Linked DNA regions of Mus musculus: region 2 is linked to region 1. A link is a contact called in public HiChIP or PLAC-seq data. All regions are on one chromosome and are shown on one strand. Each heading gives the region's core, a stretch centred on a gene start, on an enhancer-like site or on the middle of the called end of the contact. The rest is flanking DNA. Distances are from core to core; before and after follow the strand shown. Region 1 holds the start of Tprn (taperin). Region 2 holds the start of Edf1 (endothelial differentiation-related factor 1).

Region 1 (3,686 bases), core at 849-3,348:
AAGTAAACAGTAGGCTGACCAACCCCAGCCTGGGGCTGTCACAGTTCACAGAGGCCCTGGACCTGGCCTGAGCACACAACCCCATTCTCCTGTGATTTACGGAGAAGACCTCCATGCCAGCAGCCCTCTCCTTACCACTTACCTTTTTTCTCGAGGAGCCAGCTTTGATGAGGCAGGACTTCTGCAGGGCCAGGTAACCACCAATCACCTCAATCTCGTGCACAGTGGGGTATCGTTTCTTTAGGGTGTTCTCCAGGGTAGTATGGGGTCCTGAGAGGCTCTCAGCATCCTGTTCCTCTGCCCCTTGCTGGGACTGACCATTGGTCTGACTTAAGTGTGGCTCCTGAAGGGTCCCTGGCTTTCTCTTGGGCACTACTGTGAAAGTGTTGCTACCTCGGTTCAGGAGTTCTGAGGTGTGTCCAGGCCTGGCAGGGTGCAGGTGGTACTGGGAAGGCACACCAACTGCTGAGGAGGGCAGTTTGGCTTCTTGAAAGGCCTCCTCCTCTGAGTCTACTTCATCAATGAAGGTGACTGGAAGTCCTGGCCTCACAGGCTCCTGGCCATTCTTGGCCAAGCCAGGAACCCCCAAGCCTTCAGCCGGCTCAGCTTCAGCTGTGGCTGGTAGAAATGGAGGTGGCGAGGCTGGTCTCTGCCACCTAACACACTTGTCTGTGTCAGAAATTGCTGGCCTGGGGCAGGCCCCCTTCCTAACTGCCCACTGCATCTCAGCAGCCAAGGGACTCTTCTCTAGGGCAGGTGCACCATCCACTGTAGACACCAGCTGGGATCCGAGCCCCTGGCTCTGAGAGGCCCAGCCCACCTCCCCCTTTGGCTCCTCAAATTGCCTCCCCGCCAAAGGATAGTTCCCAGGGGCTTTGCGCTTGGGGATCAACACGAAGGAGTTGCGGGAGTTCACTCGGAGGTTGGCCAGGGCCCTGGCCTGAAGGTCCCCGATTGGGATAGTTTCCATGTCTGGCTTGGAGGATGGCCTTATTTCAAAGGAATCATTGGCGCTGGTGGCAGAGGAGACCCACTGGCGCTGACTGGGAGTGGCACTGGCTGGGCTGGGCGCTGGGAAGGCAGGGGGCCCAACTGAAGTGGCACTTGGAGTCCCAGGGCTTGGGGGCGGGTGGAGAGAGGGTTCCTTTGACTCCACCTTTGGCTTCCACTTTCCCGGTACAGGCGGAGAGCCTGACAACCCATTGGCAGGGCCGGTAGGGGATTCCTGAGTCATGGGTCCATTAGAAAGCGAGCGATTGACCGCACTGCGGGGCAGGCCCCGGGGGTGAACAGTGAAAGAGTTGCTGCCGGTCTTCTGTAAAAAGTCGCTGCGCCGGGCCCCGGGGCCGGCAGTGCCGTCGGGGTGCGCGGGCTCGCAACAGGCAGAGCGCTGACCCGCGCGCTGGGCAACGGGGACAGGCGAAATAGGGGGTGCGGGCTGGCTGAGGCGCACCGGTGAGGCAGGAGCCAACGACCGATTGGTAGGAGTGCGCGTGGCAGCAGATGCAGACGCCACGGGAAGCTGCGGGAGCGCAGGGCGGAAGCGCTCTGGGCTCCCGCGGCGGCAGGGCGCAGCAGGCGAGTCGAACTTTTCCAGCAGGCGGCTGACACGGCCGGGCTGTGGCGCCTCGTACACTACTACCTCGGCAGCGCGGATGCCCGCAGCGGGCGGCACAGCGGGTGGGAAGCCTGGCGCTGACTCGATGATGAGGATGTTGTCCGCTCGAATGGTCCGCACGCCGGGCACGCGACAGTACAGCTCCAGCAGCTGCTGAGCGGGCCGCGTCCCGCGCCGCCGCTCCGACTCAAGTCGCATGAACGGGTTCTGGCTTAGTGGACCCAGACTCTCGGCCAGCACCAGCCGCTCGTTAGGCCCATCCGGCGCCGCTCCAGATCCCTGGCCTCCGCTCAGGGCGGCCAGTTTAGCTCGCCTCCGCTCAAGGATCTCCCGTTTCCAGGCGGGCATCACGGTTCGCGGCCCCGGGTCGAGCCGCCCCAGGCCGGCCATGCTGCGGACGCGCGGCCGCCGATAGGACTGCACGGCGACCGCGCGCGGTACAGACTCTCAGCTACCTGCCTCAGTACCGCGCCGTGCCACGCCCCCCTTGGTAGCCTCCAATTGGGCAAGCGCGCTCTGACCTAAGGGCAGAACTGCCTATCTATAGCAGAAGCCTACGGCCCAGTTAACTGGAGAACACCCACTAAAACCCTCCCCTTCAGCGTTCTCATTGGACTACGACAGGCAGCAGCCAGACCCTATTGGCGGACCCAGTGAAGCGCTGCTCAATGGCTGCTCCTCACTTCCGCCTCTGCGCTCTGGACCTGGGATCCTAGACCCCAATTTAAGCAGGGGTGGTAATTAAAGCAGGTATCGCCTTGCGGACCCTTGCGACCTAGGTGACCTTGACACAGTTCTGACTTCAGTACACAAGCTGCACGGGCCTTCCACCTTTAGGCCCAGGCTCTGCTCCAATCTGGAGTCCTTGAACCTCTGTGGACAGGCCGCCAAGGTCCCCTTTCGGACCTAGAAATGCTGCTTCTGAGATCCACCCGGGGAAAAAGAATCTATTTTCGAGGATCTTGGTTTTGTAGATCCCAGATCTACTATGTGTGTAAATATCTGGTGCACAGCTTGCCACCCATGGTCCTGCCAAGTATCCATTGTGTGTAGGAGGCATCAAGGAAGCAGCCTTGTTTCTGCGCACACACAGGTTACACATAAAAACTGAGCCTCAGCCGGGCGTGGTGGCGCACGCCTTTAATCCCAGCACTCTGGAGGCAGAGGCAGGCGGATTTCTGAGTTCGAGGCCAGCCTGGTCTACAAAGTGAGTTCCAGGACAGCCAGGGCTATACAGAGAAACCCTGTCTCGGAAAAACAACAACAACAACAACAACAACTGAGCCTCACACATTTAGGCAGTCTGTCATGCAGAAAAGTACAAAAACAAGGGTAAAGGTCCCACTAACTCCTGTTGAAACACCAACTTCCAAGAATGGACAGGGGGTTAGTGACTCTGAAGGGCCATAATCTCATGACAGATAAGTCTTGAAAAGTTTCTTTGGGTATCGCTGCATAGTATGCAATATATACCCCTCCCCAGCATACACAGTAGGGCAACTGCTTGGAGGCATTAGGAAGGTGGGGGCTACAGACTGGTGATGTGTTTTTCCTTTGTCTGCCTTATAGACCACAGCCAGCTGAGGCCTGGCATTGCTGCCCCTGGTGCCACTTGCCTTCCAGGGGACTCTGCTTCATGGAATGTGGGTCTCTGCAAATACAAGTTCAGCCTAGGGATAGGTACCTTTAGGCTTCTGGGTTGCATGGCAGCCTACAGCTGGCATCATCTTAGCTAGATCTTTAACTTACTCACTGGCACACTCCATATAAACTGGCAATTATAAACTGAATTTCAGCTTTCCAGAAGTCTTTCCCAAGTCATTTATTTACCCTTGGTAGTACCAGAGATTAGACCCAGAGCCTTCTGAAAGCACTCTACTACTGAGCTATAGCCTCAGCCCTCAAATCACCTTTTCAAAGGGAACTTCTAGGACGCATGGCTTTTTTTTTTTTTTATATTTGTTTTATTTTTTATTAGATATTTTCTTTATATACATTTCAAATGCTATCCCAAAAGTTCCCTATACTCTTTCCCTGAGCTGTTCCCCTACACACCCACTTCTTGGCC
Region 2 (3,686 bases), core at 399-2,898, 300 kb before region 1:
TTACATGAGTATTTGTCTGCATACAGCGCCCATAGAGCCAGAAGCGGGTGTTGGGGTCCACCAGACCTGGAGTTACTGGCAGGTGTGAACTGCCATGTTGATGCTGGTACCTGACCTTGGGTCTGTAAGAACAGCAAGTATTCTTCACCACAGAGCCAACTCTCCAACCCTTATTACTATTTCTTACTGTGCCTAATCTATAAACTTCTTCATGGGTGGGTATATATGAGTAGGAGAACACACACTACATACAGGATCCAGCACAACTCAGTTTCAGGCATCTACTGAGCAGCCTCAGAATGTGTCCCCAAAGAAACAGGGGTACACTGTACACACATATCTAGATAACATGCATTGAACTACTGCTAAAAGAACCAACTCACTTTTACACTAAGACAGGTGTGAGCTGGGTATGGTGGCACAGGACTGTGATCCTAGCCCTCAGAAGGCTGATTCAAGCCTTCTTAGTGCTAGATACACTAGACCCAGAAATCAATATCAGAGCACGTGCATGCGCACACACAGTACAGGCGACCAGGTTCTTTATTGGAAACAGAGCTAGTTTTCTTCCAAACTCTGCTATAAAGCAGAAAGGTGTGGAATGCTGCCCTGGCTTCTTCGGCCAGTACGGTTCCTAATGAGAAATGACACACCCCACAGTAGTCTCAGTAGTCTCCCTGGGAAGTAGGACCACTAACGATGATGCCTGGGCCACAGTAACTGAGTATTAACATCCTGCTTCAGAGGAGTGGCATGTGAGCGTCTCTGTGTAATATGCTCAGACTTTCTACACACTTAAGGATGATTCCAAGTTCTCCTGAAAAGAGGACTGTGGACTTGGCTTCAACTATGGCAAATAACTCCAGCTCTGGTCAGTACCACTTAGGGAACCACAGCATCCAGGGCTCAGGGACACAGAGTTCACCTATGGAGAGGACATCAGACCAATGTCTCACACAGCCCTCTTTATAGGCTGACATCGCCTGGGTGGGCATCATGGGCAGGAAGCCACCAGTGATGCCAGCACAGGCTGATACCAGGTAAGGGCAAAACCTTCAGCAGGACTGCCCCTACCCTGGTTCCCAAGTTTCCTGCGCCTAATGCCCACGTTGCCCACCCCACATTTAGTGACCAGCCAGGTTCTCTGACCCACACTTGCACCTGTTCTCAATCCTGTTTTCATCTCCATCCAGGTCCTCACCCAGGCCTGTCCCAGTCCAGAGCCCAGGCCACATTCCCATCCCCCTGCTCCGACCTTTGCCCCAGCCTCGCGCAGGTCAGCTGCCCTCTACCCCAGTCTTTTCCCGTACTCCATCTCCAAGGAGTACCTGTTGTCCCCCAAGGTCTCCACCCTCGAAAGATCCGTTCGGGTCCCCACCCACTGCCGGATTCCCCGGCTCGGCCCAGCGACCGCAGAGCGCCGTGCGGCCCGGCAGCTTCCCGCCGCCCCCCGCTGGCTGAGCACCTGCTTAGACTTGGCCTGTGCGGCCGTGGGGCCCTTCTTGCGCAGCACCGTCACGGTGTCCCAGTCACTCTCGGCCATGGCGCGGCGGGGGCAGCGATCCGTCCGGCGGCTCTGGCAGCTGCTCGAGACCCGGCGCGGCGACGCGACGTCCCTTCGTCGCCTCCCCGCTTCCGGCGCCAGCGCCTCGGTCCCGCCCCTGGTTCCCATTGGTCGGTGGTTCCAGGAGCCCGCACTTCCCGAGCTCTGCGGCCAATCCGCACCCGGCTAGTCTAGGGACCCGCGGGGGCTGCCCGCGGGCGGCGCGTGGAGGGCGACGCCTGATCGCCGCCACGGTTCCAGTCCCGTGTCCCTGTGGCTGCGCAGGGCGGAGCGCCAGGGGTGGGAATTGTGTGGGGATCGAAGGGAGCGGAGAGTGAGGGACCCTAAAGGAGAGAAGAGCGGAGAGGACATGGAGAGCAGACGGGAGGACCGAAGAAGAGAGTGGAGGATCCCGAGAAAAAAAGTGCAGAAGAGAGAAGAACCTTAGTAAAAAGAGTGGGGACCCGGAAGAGAGCTGGGGCGGAGAGGGAACACAGGTATCTGCGAGGGGAGTGAGGCACGGAGAAGGGGGCCCTGGAGACCTACACACACGCCATGCTAGCACAGGTGCCGTACAAGTGGGATCCTACTGATCCCAGCCGGTCTCCACCACCTTACTTCTGGAGAACCTGGGCCAGCGTCCCCCACACCAGTGGGTATACACCTGTCTTCCAGGCCACGCCTTAGGAGATCCCAGGATAGAATCCAGGTTCTCTTGTGCTTGTAGCTTGGCATTATACCAGTACTTCGAAGTTCCTTTGGAGGTGCTCTCTGGGAGAGAAACAGCAGCTGGCAAATTTTGTGGGGCCAGAAACATGTGAACCATTGATGGCTTCTTTGGAATACATAGAAACAAAATTACTTTAAAAATAAGCAACTCAGCCTCGAGGTGGTGGTCTTTAATCCCAGCATTCGGAAGGCCGAGGCAGAAGAATCTTTGGGTACGAGGTCAGCCTAGTCTACCAAACGAGCTCCGGGACAGCCAAGGCTACATAGAGAAACTGTCTCAAAAAACAAACAAAAACACCCTATAAATACAAAAATACACACACACCAAAAAAAGGAGCCTGGAGAGATGCTCTCTCTCCAGGAACTGCTCTTCCAGAGATCCTGAGGTCCCAGCAACCACATAGTGGTTCTTGACATCTGTATTTGAATACTATGCCTTCTTCTGATGTGTCTGAAGACAGCTACCGTGTACTCATATACATTAAATTAATAATAATAATAATGTAAATTACTTCTGCAACACCCGTATTTGCCAGGTGGAGATATGAGGATCAGAAGGTCAAGGTTATCTTTAGCTACAAAGCAAGTTTGAGACCTTCCAGGACTACATGGAACCCTGCTTGGGGAGGAAAACAAAATGATTATAGAGGCATAGTGGCTAAGAGCATTTGCTGCTCTTGCAGAGAACCTGAGAACAGCAGGATGTAACTCTAACTCCAGCGGCATTGATTCCCTCTTCTGGCCTCTGAGGGCACTAGGCACACAGTTGGTGTACAGACATGTAAAGGCAAAATGCCCATACACTTAAAACAAGATGGAATACACACCACACACACTCCACACACACACCACACATACATGGTGGTGGTGGTTTGGTTTGGTTGGTTTGTTTGTTTGTTTGTTTAAAGGCTCACTGTGTGGACTGGCTAGTCTGGAACTCATAAAGATCTGCCTGCTTCTACCTCCTGACTAGTGGGATTAAAAGCATGCACCTTCACTCTGGATACCAAAAAATAAAATAAAATAAAATTTTTAAAAAATCACACTTTAATTTTATTTTTAATTAAAAAATGGGGTGATGGCTTTGCAGTAAAAAGCACCGACTGCTCTTCCAGAAGACTTGAGTTTAATTCCCAGCACCTACAAGGTGGCTCCCAGGCATCTATAATTCATCTCAGGGGCTCAGATGCCTTCTGGCCTCCACAGACACGGAACACATGCTGTGCATAGATTTACATGCAGACCAAGTATCCATAAATAGAAAATAAAAGGTTTAAAATCTGTGGGGTTTTTGTTTTGTTTTGTTTTGTTTTGTTTTGAGACAGGGTCTCAGTATGTAACTTTTGCTGGATTGAATTTGATATGTAGTCCAGGCTGGCCTAAAAGATCACAGGGAGCCACCTGCCTCTGCCTC

Evidence for each region. HiChIP or PLAC-seq counts read pairs in DNA pulled down with a chosen protein or histone mark.
Region 2: a contact with region 1 is called in a FOXA1 HiChIP or PLAC-seq map of pancreatic cancer cells. The contact joins the promoter of Edf1 here to the promoter of Tprn in region 1. A contact is called at or near these places in 15 of 39 promoter capture datasets (the C10 cell line, the HPC-7 cell line, cranial neural crest and 11 more), 17 of 484 Hi-C or Micro-C datasets (the C10 cell line, CD4 T cells, the G1E-ER4 cell line and 8 more), 12 of 115 datasets of contacts at active chromatin or transcription factors (the 230-238 cell line, the SCID.adh cell line, craniofacial prominence and 6 more) and 4 of 9 other capture datasets (adipose tissue, embryonic stem cells, liver and 1 more).

The regions. Positions count from the first base shown.
Region 1 is chr2:25,261,010-25,264,695 of GRCm38.p6, reverse strand. It overlaps Tprn (taperin), which reads right to left and starts at 2,098. Exons shown (of 4, transcript NM_175286.4): 1 at 143-2,098. The coding sequence starts at 2,008.
Region 2 is chr2:25,555,809-25,559,494 of GRCm38.p6, reverse strand. It overlaps Edf1 (endothelial differentiation-related factor 1), which reads right to left and starts at 1,648. Exons shown (of 5, transcript NM_021519.2): 1 at 1,466-1,648. The coding sequence starts at 1,543. Gm35476 (a long non-coding RNA gene) reads left to right here and starts at 1,967. Exons shown (of 4, transcript XR_866044.3): 1 at 1,967-2,040.